Linked DNA regions of Anas platyrhynchos: region 2 is linked to region 1. A link is a contact called in public Hi-C data. All regions are on one chromosome and are shown on one strand. The core of a region is the stretch at or near the end of the contact, and the rest is flanking DNA. Distances in the headings are between cores, read along the strand shown.

Region 1 (5,860 bases), core at 1,585-4,084:
GTGTTTATAATGTGTGGTTTGGAAACTCGTTTGTTTTTATCACTAACATTCTATATTGTTTTCTCTTTATGACTCGATACCATGTTTAAGAGTTGTGTATGTATTGTTTTTAATTGGGGCAGTGACACTTGACATTCATGCCAAGCTGCACTTTGATGCAGTTGTAATAACAAAGCAGTGTGAGGAATCTGTCTCAATTTGCTACTACTTAACATTTTGCCCTGTGCCTGATATTAGAGCTACACAGTTAGAGGCTCACCAGGAAAATCACCTATTAGTTCAGGTTGTACAAAAGGTATAAGGCCCTACTCCTGTGAATTCAGCTTCAGAACTGGCCTCCATTGAGAGATCTAAAAATGCATTTGTTGTCACACTTATATTTATTTTGCTTTCGTAGGGGTTTGATTCTGTTCAAATTCATGGTTGTAAGTACCGTACAGCAAAACAAAAGCCGTTCTTTCTACAATCTGCATGCCAATTAAGGCTACAAATCTACTTCTATGTGTATATTCCTTAAGAGTGGCGAGTAATCAGTGAGTTTATAAATTATGTGTACAAAATTAAAGTATTGTTTGTGATTTGTGAAAGGACAGTTATGGAAATACTCCAGTGAGCAATTTTACAGTTAAAAATGTAAGATGCCAAAATTCATTGGCAAACATTTTTTTCCTCATAGTGTAGCAAGGACTTGAGCCAGGATTCAAATAAATGGCTATAGAGACATTTGCATAAAAAATGTTGAGGAGAAAGAGAACTTACATTTGTCTTCTCTAATGACTCTTTCCTCTTTTTTCCTCCCCATAAGGAAACAAATATGTGTTATTTTAACAATGTAATTGTAAGGGATAATTCAATGAGTAGTCCAACAGAAGCAGACTACTAAGCCAAACTGTTATTTTTCCTTATTAGTTATTGGTATCTCTTGAAAATGATTTTGTTTCCCAGCTGCCTCATCTGTCCATATCCAAACCTTATGTGCTGTTCCTAAAACCCAAATCTTTCACTGCTGAGTCTTGTTTATTTCAATTAGATGGAGTTTGCAGAAGGTCAGTAAAATGCCGCAGTATAGAGCCTTCTAAAACATTTTTCCCATAATTATGGTGACAGGAAAGTGAAAGCGAAGGAAATCTAAGTAGATATAGTAGTTGTTAACCCAAGCCTGCATTACATCTTTAACCCTTAAAGGTTAACTCAGTTGGTTGTTAAACCTGAAGCCTAATTTACAGAAATGAAAATGAGAGTTGTAACTACTGTTAATGGAACTGGGGAAAACCAAGAAAAACGATGGTAAATAAGTCCTGTACAGTCAGCTACAACTGGTGGTACTGGGCTGGTGAATGTGATATAAGAAACCAGTGAATTTGCACATACACTTGTTTTGCCTGAGACTTGTTATTCGTCTACTGCTTCCAGTCATATGTCCCTGCTAGTGCAGGAGGACAAACCATGAACCAAGGTCTGTCTCTGTCTGGCTTTGTAATGGCTTTAGCCATTGCTGGTTTTGTCAAAATACTAAAGAAAGAGACACCTTCTGTCACTGAGACAATTTATTTTCATAGCATAATATTTTTGCTTCTGTAAAGAGTTCAGATGCCTGACTCTTTCTGTACAGTTCCAATAACTTATCCCTTCACAGAGCAGATCTCTGAGTACCACCATGGTGCATTGAGAGAGGGCTGCTCTGTAGTGGTGTGGCGCAGTTGGTTAGGTCGAACCGCAGTGTCTTCTCCCAGCCTAGTTTTGCTCCTTTATAACATTGCCTCTTTGCCAACCTCAGTGGTGGGGATCCTAAACCTGCAATTTGACTTTGGCTCGTTTTCCCCGCAGGATGGTACAGTATTTGACGGCAGGCCAATAGAATCACTGTCTCTGATAGACGCGGTGATGCCTGATGTTGTACAGACCCGGCAGCAAGCATTCAGAGAGAAACTAGCTCAGCAACAAGCCAGTGCAGCGGCAGCAGCGGCAGCAACGGCAGCAACAGCGGGAGCAACGACGACTGCTGTTTCCCAGCAGAACACACCAAAGAACGGAGAAGCCACTGTGAATGGAGAGGAGAATGGGGCACATGCAATAAGTAAGCCAACCCCTGCAGCTGCTTTCCTCTGCTGGGGTAGATTTGATTTTGAATAACCGTCTTGTACTCAGTTGGGGTCTGTAAGGTGCTGGAACTCAGGGGAATTACTTCAGGAGGATGGGGTATTTCTGGAAAAGCTTCTGAGTAAACCTCACATTTCCTGTCACAATGCTGTGTTTTGCTGGTGTGCTCTCAGAATCCAAAATCCTCAGATACCTTCAGAAGTGCAAGTTGAATCCAGTGTCATCAAATGGAGTAGAGCTAGAGAGAGGTGGGTTGAGAGGCTGGGACCTACAAGCCATATTTGTGTAAATAAAGCAAGGCCAAAGCATAGCCTTGAGCACTAACTACCCTGTGATGATCCATAGCCTTGCTGTCATGGTCTTTGGCACAGATTGGCCTATCCTTTCTTATACAGCATGGCCAAAAACAGGGTAGAGGCTTGTATGAGCCAAGGACCACTCACAGCAGACAGTTTGGAAGCAGTCAACTTGCTTTTAAGGCACAGAGGAGAGACTTCCTTGCCTTTTTATTTCACAGCACATGCTTAGTCATCCAGTCTACTGCAGGAATCTAAGTGAAGGTTCTACCTTCCCTGGGCTTCCTTAGTCTATGGGAACAGTCAGTCCTCACAAGCTCTGAATTCACCTTTGTTTTACTGGTGACAGACTGAGCTCATGTCCTAGACATCTAACATTCGGCATATAAAACAAGGAGTGCACGTAGCTGTGGGTGTAGCTAAATCTCGATGGCTGTGCTAACATTGCGGAGCAGATGTGATTCATGGTTCTGGTTTCTGTGTGCAAGCCATATTAGGGCACTGGGTAACATCTGAAATGAAACCTCCATGCATGATTTCCTTCAGAAAAAATGCTAGAGGAACGTGCCTGGCAGGTTTTGTAGGAAACCCCAAGAGCTCTTTGGCTTAGACAAATAACAGGTCAAGACTGCTGTCACGTAACAGATTTTCTTTGTTCTGCAGTGTAGATGCCTTTATCAGTCTCTGTCTTCTCTTCGACCTGAATAGGTTCCTCTATGGGTCAGTGAGAAAAATGCTTTCAAACCAGGTTTTTCTTCAGAGAATTCCAGTTAGACAGGATGGTTTTCCTCAATAACACTGAAAGGATTTAAATTACATTTGCTTTTGAGAAAGCATTTTTTTAAGTTCTGAAAAATTCCAAAATGCCACCTGTTTTTAGACCGTGAAATGTTAACGTTTTACTTGAAGCTGATCCTTTGTTTTGAAACTGAACTTACTTCATATACAAAGGGGTACAAACAGAAATGAAAGTACTTTTAAATGTATCAAGTGCTGAAATTTGTTTTTGTTGACCCTTTCCTTCAGCCCACTGGTAAAAAATTTTCTGCCTTCTTCTGTCTTAGGACAGAAAACAAATTCTGAAGGCAGAAAACCAATTATCAGATCATCACAAATGCAGAACCTCTCAGACTTACTTCCTCTGATCTGAAGAAGCACACATGGTATTGTGTTAAAAAAAGGAGAGCCTTGCAGATCAGTTCAGATGTGTGACCGCGCTGTAAACCTCAGTCTCTCAGATCTGCCATGTTATTATTAGAAATAATCATTCTCACAGTGGTTTTTAATAGGAGTTTCACACACATTTGCAGACCTTTCTTGGAGTACCGAGGAGGAAAAGTCCCATATGACTTTGTATCATCTAAGAGCTCTGTCTGGAGCAGGATGCAAGAGCAGGACATGGGTGTTGTCCAGCAGTTTCACAGAGGCAGTATCTATGTCAAACAATGAGACAGGCTACCCGACTGCAAATTTCAAAGCACTGATGTGGCTATGGAGCCTGCCAGGCAGACAAGTTAACAGAGCAGTGGCAGTGGGAAGACAAAAGGCTCTTGAGGAGTAGCTGGCCAGGTGGCACGTCTTGTTGGCAGCTGCTGTTGTGCCACCTGGTCATCGTGGGCAAAGAGGTGAGGTCTGCAGTTTATGGAGAAGGAGGCTTTGGAGAGAAACTGCTGAGAAATCCAGGGACAGCTGACTCTCTGATCTGTGTCTCCCTTGCCTTGGGAGGACCGTAACCTCTCTGTCTGAGTCACTCAGAGGATGTCGGCAAGGTCGTGTAGCACAGCTGCAGGCTGAGAATTATGCATGTGAGATGCGTACAGAGCTGCACAACTAACATTCTCACCTTTGAGCAGACCTGTGCAAACTGCAAGAGATCTTCCTCAGTAATGATCAGAAACCACTAGAAATAAGGACTAGCAGATAGCAGATCTAGCTGGCATAGATCTGTTTATTGCATAGGTCTGGTTAGTGATCTTATGCTTACATTTCCTTCCTTTATGGTAAAGTTAAAAAAAAATATGTTATGATTTAACAAAAAGGCAATGCCCGTCCATTTTATTGTTTACACGTGGCAAACTGTATATCCAGCCTTACCGTCTGCCTTATCACTGTGTCTAGAAAGTCTGTTCAGTTTGGGATGTACTAAGAAGAACGATCTGGCAAGACATTAGGAGAAAAGGTTTAGGATAGGTTCAGAAGAAGGTTAAGATGGGACATAAGATGGGTAAGGTGGAAGCTGAGAAACCTGGGTAGGAAAGACTGCTGATATGAAAGAGGTGAGAGTCTTAGCAAACCTTAATTTCCACTGTTGCTGGATTCCACAGGACTGGTATATACTGGGATGGGCTTGGGGAGTGTGCTGGTCCTCAGGCATAGTCTGGAAGTCACCCATGTCAATCTGTCATAAAAAGGTGGGGTGGGGAGCAGGTGGAGGAGCTATCTGGAAGTTACATTTTTTGCATTTATTCTGACACGGAGTTCTCCTTGACGCTACAAGTTTCCCAAAAAAGCATTACTATATTTAATATAGTATAATATGATATATTTTTATGTATTACAAGTAATGTGATAGGTTCATTTGATTTAAGAAAGGGAGAGACAGGAAAAATCTTATACTAACAACACTTTGAGATGCAGATTTAAAAAAAAAAAAAAAAACAGATAAAATTGCTACCCTCTCATGCTGCTTCCTGAATAATGTTTTCAGTTTTGAGTCACTTTAAAAATTAGTTTAAAAAAAAAGAGGCATTTAGAAATGGAGCCAACCTTTGGATTGTTTTCCAACTCAAATATTTTTTACTGTCGTTTGTTTCATTATATTTGCAAGGATTGGCTTGGGTTTAAGAAAAATAAAGCTCTGGAAAAAAGACTGAACCCAGTTCCTTTATTGTAACTACAGCCATAAAGAACAACTTCAATGAATGGCCTGTCAAAGATTTAAGTCAAAAAACATTTCCTGAGAAAAGTCAGGGTTAGCACTGGTAAGATCTTAAAAATACATATTATTTTTTTCATTTGCTGGAAAAAAAAAGAGAGAGTTGGAATTACTCATTAGTGTGTTAAAATTATATTTAAAAAAGAAAAAGATCATAACTTTGGGGGAGGGGGAATATAACTTTTAATTTCCAGTGGTTTTATATTTTTAATATGTTTGAGGAAAAGCATAAGAATATAATGAAGTCTTAGCCAAAGATCCCCTGGCCTTTAGAAAATAGTTTGTATTAACATTTAAGCACCATTCTCCAATATGTGACCCACAGGCTATGCTTTTCACCTGTGAAGATCCATTGCACTTGGTACAACTTCATCATACCAGTTTTGTATTGCCAGTGTCTTACAAATCTGAAAAGAGCCGAAAGCAGTTATCACAGAAATAAGAAGCATCCTGTTTATTCAATGTGGTATTTTAAATTCTGTGCTTAAGACTAGCCCTTTAAGTATAAATGTTCCTTAACATCAGTATT
Region 2 (5,860 bases), core at 888-3,387, 220 kb before region 1:
AACTTGCCAAATTCAACTGTGATGTGAATCGGGGTTAAAGGTACACAGCAAGTTTAGAAACGGGGGAAATATTAATGTTTTTCCACCAGTGCCACTCTAACAACTCAAAGCAAATTCTGAAAGCTTTTAAATCACACTGATAACTTCTCACAGGCTAAACTGCCCCTGTGTTAATTATGGATACGATTATTGTTTAAGTAAACATCAGTGTACAGCAAGCCTAAACTTTATAGTCCCCTTTATTTGCTTCTGCTAAAGGACGTCTCTCATCGTTCCAGGATCAGAGTCACTTCTTGCACTAATAAGAGCAATTTTCTGAGATTACTGGAATGGCATTAGATTAGGTCAGCAGTGAAATTGGCCCTCTGCATGTATCCTAATTTTACATCCCCATGAAATACCACATCACTCACATCAGCCTGACTTTTACCCTTGGAATTAGTTTCCCAGCACACTCTTGCGGCGCCACTTCACAACATCATTTACTTCACCCTATTGTCTGTCCCTGAATCTCCCGAGAGACTTGCCTGAATCTGCTGACTCCGGGCAGCATTTGCAAGACTTTGGCTTTTTAATTAATTAATTAATTAATTTGCTTAATTTAGTGAACATTTAAGAAAGTTTCAGGAAAGAGGTGATGCATTGGTACCATAAAGAAATTATATCCCTGTGTTGTTTTTTTGTTTTTGTTTTTTTTTGTTTGTTTGTTTGTTTTGTCGTTTTGTTTTGTTTTGTTTTGTTTTGTTTCTGAAGCCAAGAGGGAACTGCAGCCATATCACTTCATGGAAGGACACCCAGGAGTCAAGTCCAAAGATCCCAAAATATTTTTTGGGATCCGAAGATCCCAAAATAACCCATTACCGAAGATCCCCAAATATTCCAGGTGGGGCTGTCCCCTCGGGGATTTCCCCTGTGGTCAGCACACCACATGCTGCAGTACCTACACACCACTGCCATCTGAAATCGAAGGGTGTTCATGTGTTGCTTCCTGCACCTCAAATCCCGACTTCTAGAAAAATCTTCCCTTTTCCCCATCTCCTATGCCTCTCGAAAACACGGAGGCAAATACTCCAGCACTTAAGCAGAACACAAATGTAACCTATTGAATGTATAGCGCTCTTGGCCTCAAACTGTGCTCTTGGGACTGTGTTTTGAGGTCGATTATTGGGATGCAGGAAGAGCTGCCACATCCAGGCGTAGAAACACACGTTGCTTCTGGCTTGGTTTTGGACACCAGTACATAGGATTGACCATGCCGATGCTGTGCACTGACTGTGCGCTGACCGCCCGTCAGAGAGAATCATCTCAAACCTAACAGGGGATGCTGGGCTCGGGCCTGGCCCGGCCTGCAGCGACTACGTGGGCAAGAGACAACTCCTGTACCAGCCTGGCCCTGCTACTCCTGCCCTGGGGCTGACCGGCACTGACACGGGCACAAGGCGCCATGTGGAGACCTCAGTACCCAGCAGGGTGGCACGGGGCTCGGGGAGGGGTTTGGCCACCCACAGCCCCCTGGCCTCAGCCCCCGCTCGGTGGTGGCACGGTGTGGGCCTCCTGTGTGCCAGGGCAGGGCACGGGCAGACTGAGGGGAGCCGTGGCACACAGCAGGGCACACGGCATGGCGGGCACACAGCATGGCGGGCACACAGCGTGGAGGGCACACAACATGGCGGGCACCTCACTGGGCAGCGCAGCACACACCCTCCCTTCCCCAGATGGCTTTTTTTTTTTGAGGTGTTTTTATTGTTGTTGTTCACGTTTTTTGATGTTTTATTATTATTATTACCATTATCTTTATTATTATTATTATTACTGCTATCGCCGAGCAGCCCCACAGGGAATCGCCACATCCCCACGGCCGGCCACCAACCACCCCGTGCCCCTCCCCCCCGCCTTGCCGCTCCCCTCCCCTCCCCCTCCCCCCGAGCGGCGCGGCGGCCGCCCCTCCTCCCTCCCCTCCCCCTCCCTTCCCCTCCGCCCTTCCCCTCCCTCCCCTCCCCCTCCCCGCGCGGCCCCGCGGGGTCACGTGCCCCCTCCCCCTCTCCTCCCCCCCCCCGCCCTCCCCCTTCCCATCCCCCCGGCGGGGCGGGGGAGGGGCAGCGCAGCCGCTCTGCGCGGCGGGGTCAGCGGCGGGTACCGACAACCCTGTAAGAGGCGGGCACTGCCCGCACGGCCCCGGCGCCGCCTCCATTTTGTGTCCCCGGTGTCCCCAGCCCCCACCCCGCCCCCGGCCGCGGCTGGGCTGGGGGAGCGGGTTGGGGGGTCAAGGGAAAACATCCAAATGCTCAGCCTCACTCTGCAACGGGGGCAGCCTCAGGCATTTTGGGGAGGGGGCGACCATGCTTGGGTCCCCTCAGCAGTGTTACTGCAGGGCGCAGAAAAGCCCTGTGCAGCCCCACTGAGCTCCCCTGAAATCCATCAGTTGTCATCATTCAGTCATTTCTAACCCATAACGTTGACATCCCAAACCAACCAGATCAACAGTATGGGCCTGGCTCCTGGCTCTCTCTCTCTTTTTTTTTTTTTTTTTTTTTTAACACAAAATCCACCCCTGCGACTCCCATCTGGTGATGAAGTTAGTGCTGATTTACGCAAGGGTACCCGAGAGCTGATGCCTCCTCCCTGTGTATAAAATGGTGTTTGGGAATGAGTAGCTGCCTGGTAGGCATGGGCACTACAGCTCTCCCTGAAAGGCGTCTACGAGAGCGTGCTCTTGGCCCTGCACTGCTCACATTTCTGCACTGTAACCTGGCAATCTTCATAAAAGAAGGAGTCCTTTAGAATAAACGTGCTCACATGGCTGAAAATTCATCAGATTTATTTTTTCTTAATGAATGCTTTCACATTTCATATTTGTGAATGTTTTTGGGTTTTAAAACAATGGGCATTTTTTAGCAAACTTCAGTCCCTGCAGGCAGAAAACATAATTCTTCACGTGTTTCACCCAAATCTTTGTTCTTTTTCCCTTTTTGGTGAGAAATCCTGGGAGAGGACCCAAACATTTCCACAGCAGCTTTAAGAAAGCCGCTTGGCATCGCCTGCCCTTTCCAGTGGCCGGCCATCCATCCATCCATCCATCCATCCATCCATCCATCCATCCATCCATCCATCCAACCATCCACCCATCCATCCAACCATCCCCCTTTGTGCAGGCTTTCCACGTCAGGGCCATGCCACCACCGTGCCAGTCGGAACAACAGGGGGAGTGCTAGTGAAAGGGAAACCAGCTGAGCTGAGCATTGCTTCACCATCTCGTTTGTTTGGGTCAGGGCCTGATCTACCAGTTGTACTGGTTAGCGTATAAAAATAAATAAATAAATAAATAAATAACACCTTCAAACCATCCACCTTTGTGTGCAAAAGACACAGTTAAACCCTGGAGTCGGAATATGCTGGGAGGCAACCAGTCCTTCACGCTGAATGTGATGGGGGCATAGTGGCACTAAAAATTTCCTGCGTTGGCAGTGAGAGGAGTTCGTGCTGGCACTGCGAGCACGGTTGTGAAGGACTGCTGACACCAAGAAAAAGGTCCTTGTGATGTACGGGGCTGGTTGGAAGCACTGGGTGAGGGAATTGCTGCAAAAACAGAGTCAAGTAAGCAGAAACTGTGCTTAGATAATTAAAATGCTGATGAAACCAAGGATCTTTCAGCTAATAGTGAACATGCAGTAGAAAGGATTTCATTACATTTTAACTGTGTGGACCCCCCTAATGCCTGAGTGCAGATGCAGCACATGCAGATAGCATAAACTCATGGGTGTTTTTTTTTTTGTTTATTTTGTTTTGTTTTTTTTTGTAAAACTTGTTCTTAAAAAGAAATGGCATAGTTTGTTTATCAGTACTGGGAGATCCTGGAATTTCAGAACGCAGATATCCCGAATGAGTTTTTCAAAGTACGGATATGTGAATTGTTTTTTCTAGTTTTTGTTGTAACAGCCCATTAGAAAGTACTGATACATTTGTGCATAAAACAGATAAAATGTTCCCGCTACCAATTATGTTTCTGAGGGCAACTACAAAAGGGCAGGTAGGTTCATCCTGAGCAGGGAAGGTCAGAGCAGGCCTACCTGCGGCCCCCAGGTGCCTGTTTCTGTATGAAGCAGAAAGCCTGCTTGCTGGGGACCTGCTGGGGAAGCCACATGCTGCTGGCAGCAGCAGCAGAGCTGTAGGGACCCCCAGGGTAGCTTGAGACACCAAGGCCCTGGAGAGCAGTCCAAGGGTTGGGAGCAGAGCTGTGGCTCTGGGACGTGTGGACCCTGTGCTGATATGGGGGTATTTCCATCAGGAGGTGGTCAAATCCCAAACGAGTACCTCCATCAGCAAGCCTCATTGCTGGCCCTATTTACAGACCCAGATGCCAGTGCGTGCGGGCTGTTCCTTCATTGTTCTCAATCCTGAGGTTGAAAAGAGGTTTTGTCCTACTCAGAGCAAAAAGAATATAATAATTTTAACAGAAAAGGCAGTCATCTCTTTCTGGGAGGCAGGGAAAATACTGCCCTTCTGTGTGTAACTGTGGAGCCATGTGGACCCGCTCGGGAAGGGCCGATTTGCCCCCGTTGCGTGTGGTTGCTGTGCATCCACGGCTGGAAGAAAGATAGTCGTCCTCTCAGCTGTTGCTATGGGAACTTTTTCAGAGTTCTTGCAACTCCTTTTCCAGGGCTGCTGGAACAATGAAGGATATTGAGCACAGAGCATGAACCGTCCTCCGAAGCATTTTAATAAATACCAAGTTTTATTTAAAGCCGCGTCTCCACCAGCCCTTGCCAGCTCTTGTCTAATTGCTGCCGCCTCGAATATGGTGGCTTTCCAAGAATGCTGCTGAAGCTCCCCACAGCTCTGTTGCTCATCCGTTTGGGTCACCTACTGAGTTACATTCTGCCTCGTGGTAAAGCAAATTCCGTGTGTGTTTCCTCATGACGGTGCAATTAATTTATTTACTCAAGCAACTCACTGAAACATTAGAATAGAAAGGCATATGGTGTGAACTGGTTGCACAAGTCAGAGTCGATTTGTTACTTTCAGCAGCGGTAGCTTATTATATTTGATACCTCTCAATTGATTTGCTTTTGTGCTCAACTTTGATCTTTTAAGGCATTAGCCTTAAGAAACTGTGACTTTATGCATACACATGCATTTTGTAGTGGCACAATTGATTTCTCGATGCAGTTGTTCCTTCACCTTAATTCTTTGTACTATGTGGGCCACATTTTCACAACCTTCGTCCAAGAAACCACTGCAGCACTAAAGTCATAACGTCCCTCTGGATGTTATTCCAAGTAGGAATCAGTCACAGATTTAAATAAGGACATTTTTGAGTTTTTATTCAAAGTAAATTTGAAAGATTTTTTGATCGTTTTTCCTAGATCTACCCCATACGACAAGTCTGTAAGAATTTTCTGATCAATCTTCTCTAAGGTTAGAATTAGTATTTCCTAATATACTAATTCTAATATTACTCTAATCTTATGCAACATCATGAGTGTGTCTACTGACATCATCACAGTACTGATCTCTTGCACTAAAATAGATTAAAATTTTTTTTTTCACAGCTAGATTTGGGGAGCAGGAAATAAGAAGGTGGGTTTTTTTTTTGCATTTAATTTTGAGCTCTCCCCTTCAGAATGCTTTCTGCTCTTAGGAAATGGAGAAAAAAATGAATTCATGACATAGACGGTAAAGGAAACCATAAGAGAGATGTATTGAATGTGAAATTATTCTGTTGCTAACCGCAATTTCAGAGGTGCGGGTGTGAAAAAAGAATTCACATTACCAGAACCAAAATGTGTGTGATTCTTTAAAAAAAAAAATAAGTAAAAATGGAAAGCTCTATATTAGTACATTTTTTTTTTGTGAGATTGAG

Evidence for each region. A called contact is a pair of places that touch in the nucleus more often than the background predicts.
Region 2: a Hi-C map of skeletal muscle shows a contact between it and region 1, with 1.8 times the contacts expected there. The contact joins two enhancer-like sites. A contact is called at or near these places in 3 of 8 Hi-C or Micro-C datasets (liver, skeletal muscle and subcutaneous adipose tissue).

Annotation. Positions count from the first base shown.
Region 1 is chr1:131,810,940-131,816,799 of IASCAAS_PekinDuck_T2T, reverse strand. It overlaps TBL1X (transducin beta like 1 X-linked), which reads left to right. Exons shown (of 17, transcript XM_072029631.1): 6 at 1,828-2,077. Among named protein-coding and RNA genes, the nearest start is that of GPR143, 62 kb to the right of the region's middle. Within about 2 kb of position 2,834, at least 2 of the 8 cell types and tissues checked have an H3K27ac peak or open chromatin away from gene starts, as enhancers often do.
Region 2 is chr1:132,026,393-132,032,252 of IASCAAS_PekinDuck_T2T, reverse strand. The region is part of intron 1 of LOC140000002 (a long non-coding RNA gene); the gene reads right to left. Among named protein-coding and RNA genes, the nearest start is that of TBL1X, 10 kb to the right of the region's middle. Within about 2 kb of position 2,137, at least 6 of the 8 cell types and tissues checked have an H3K27ac peak or open chromatin away from gene starts, as enhancers often do.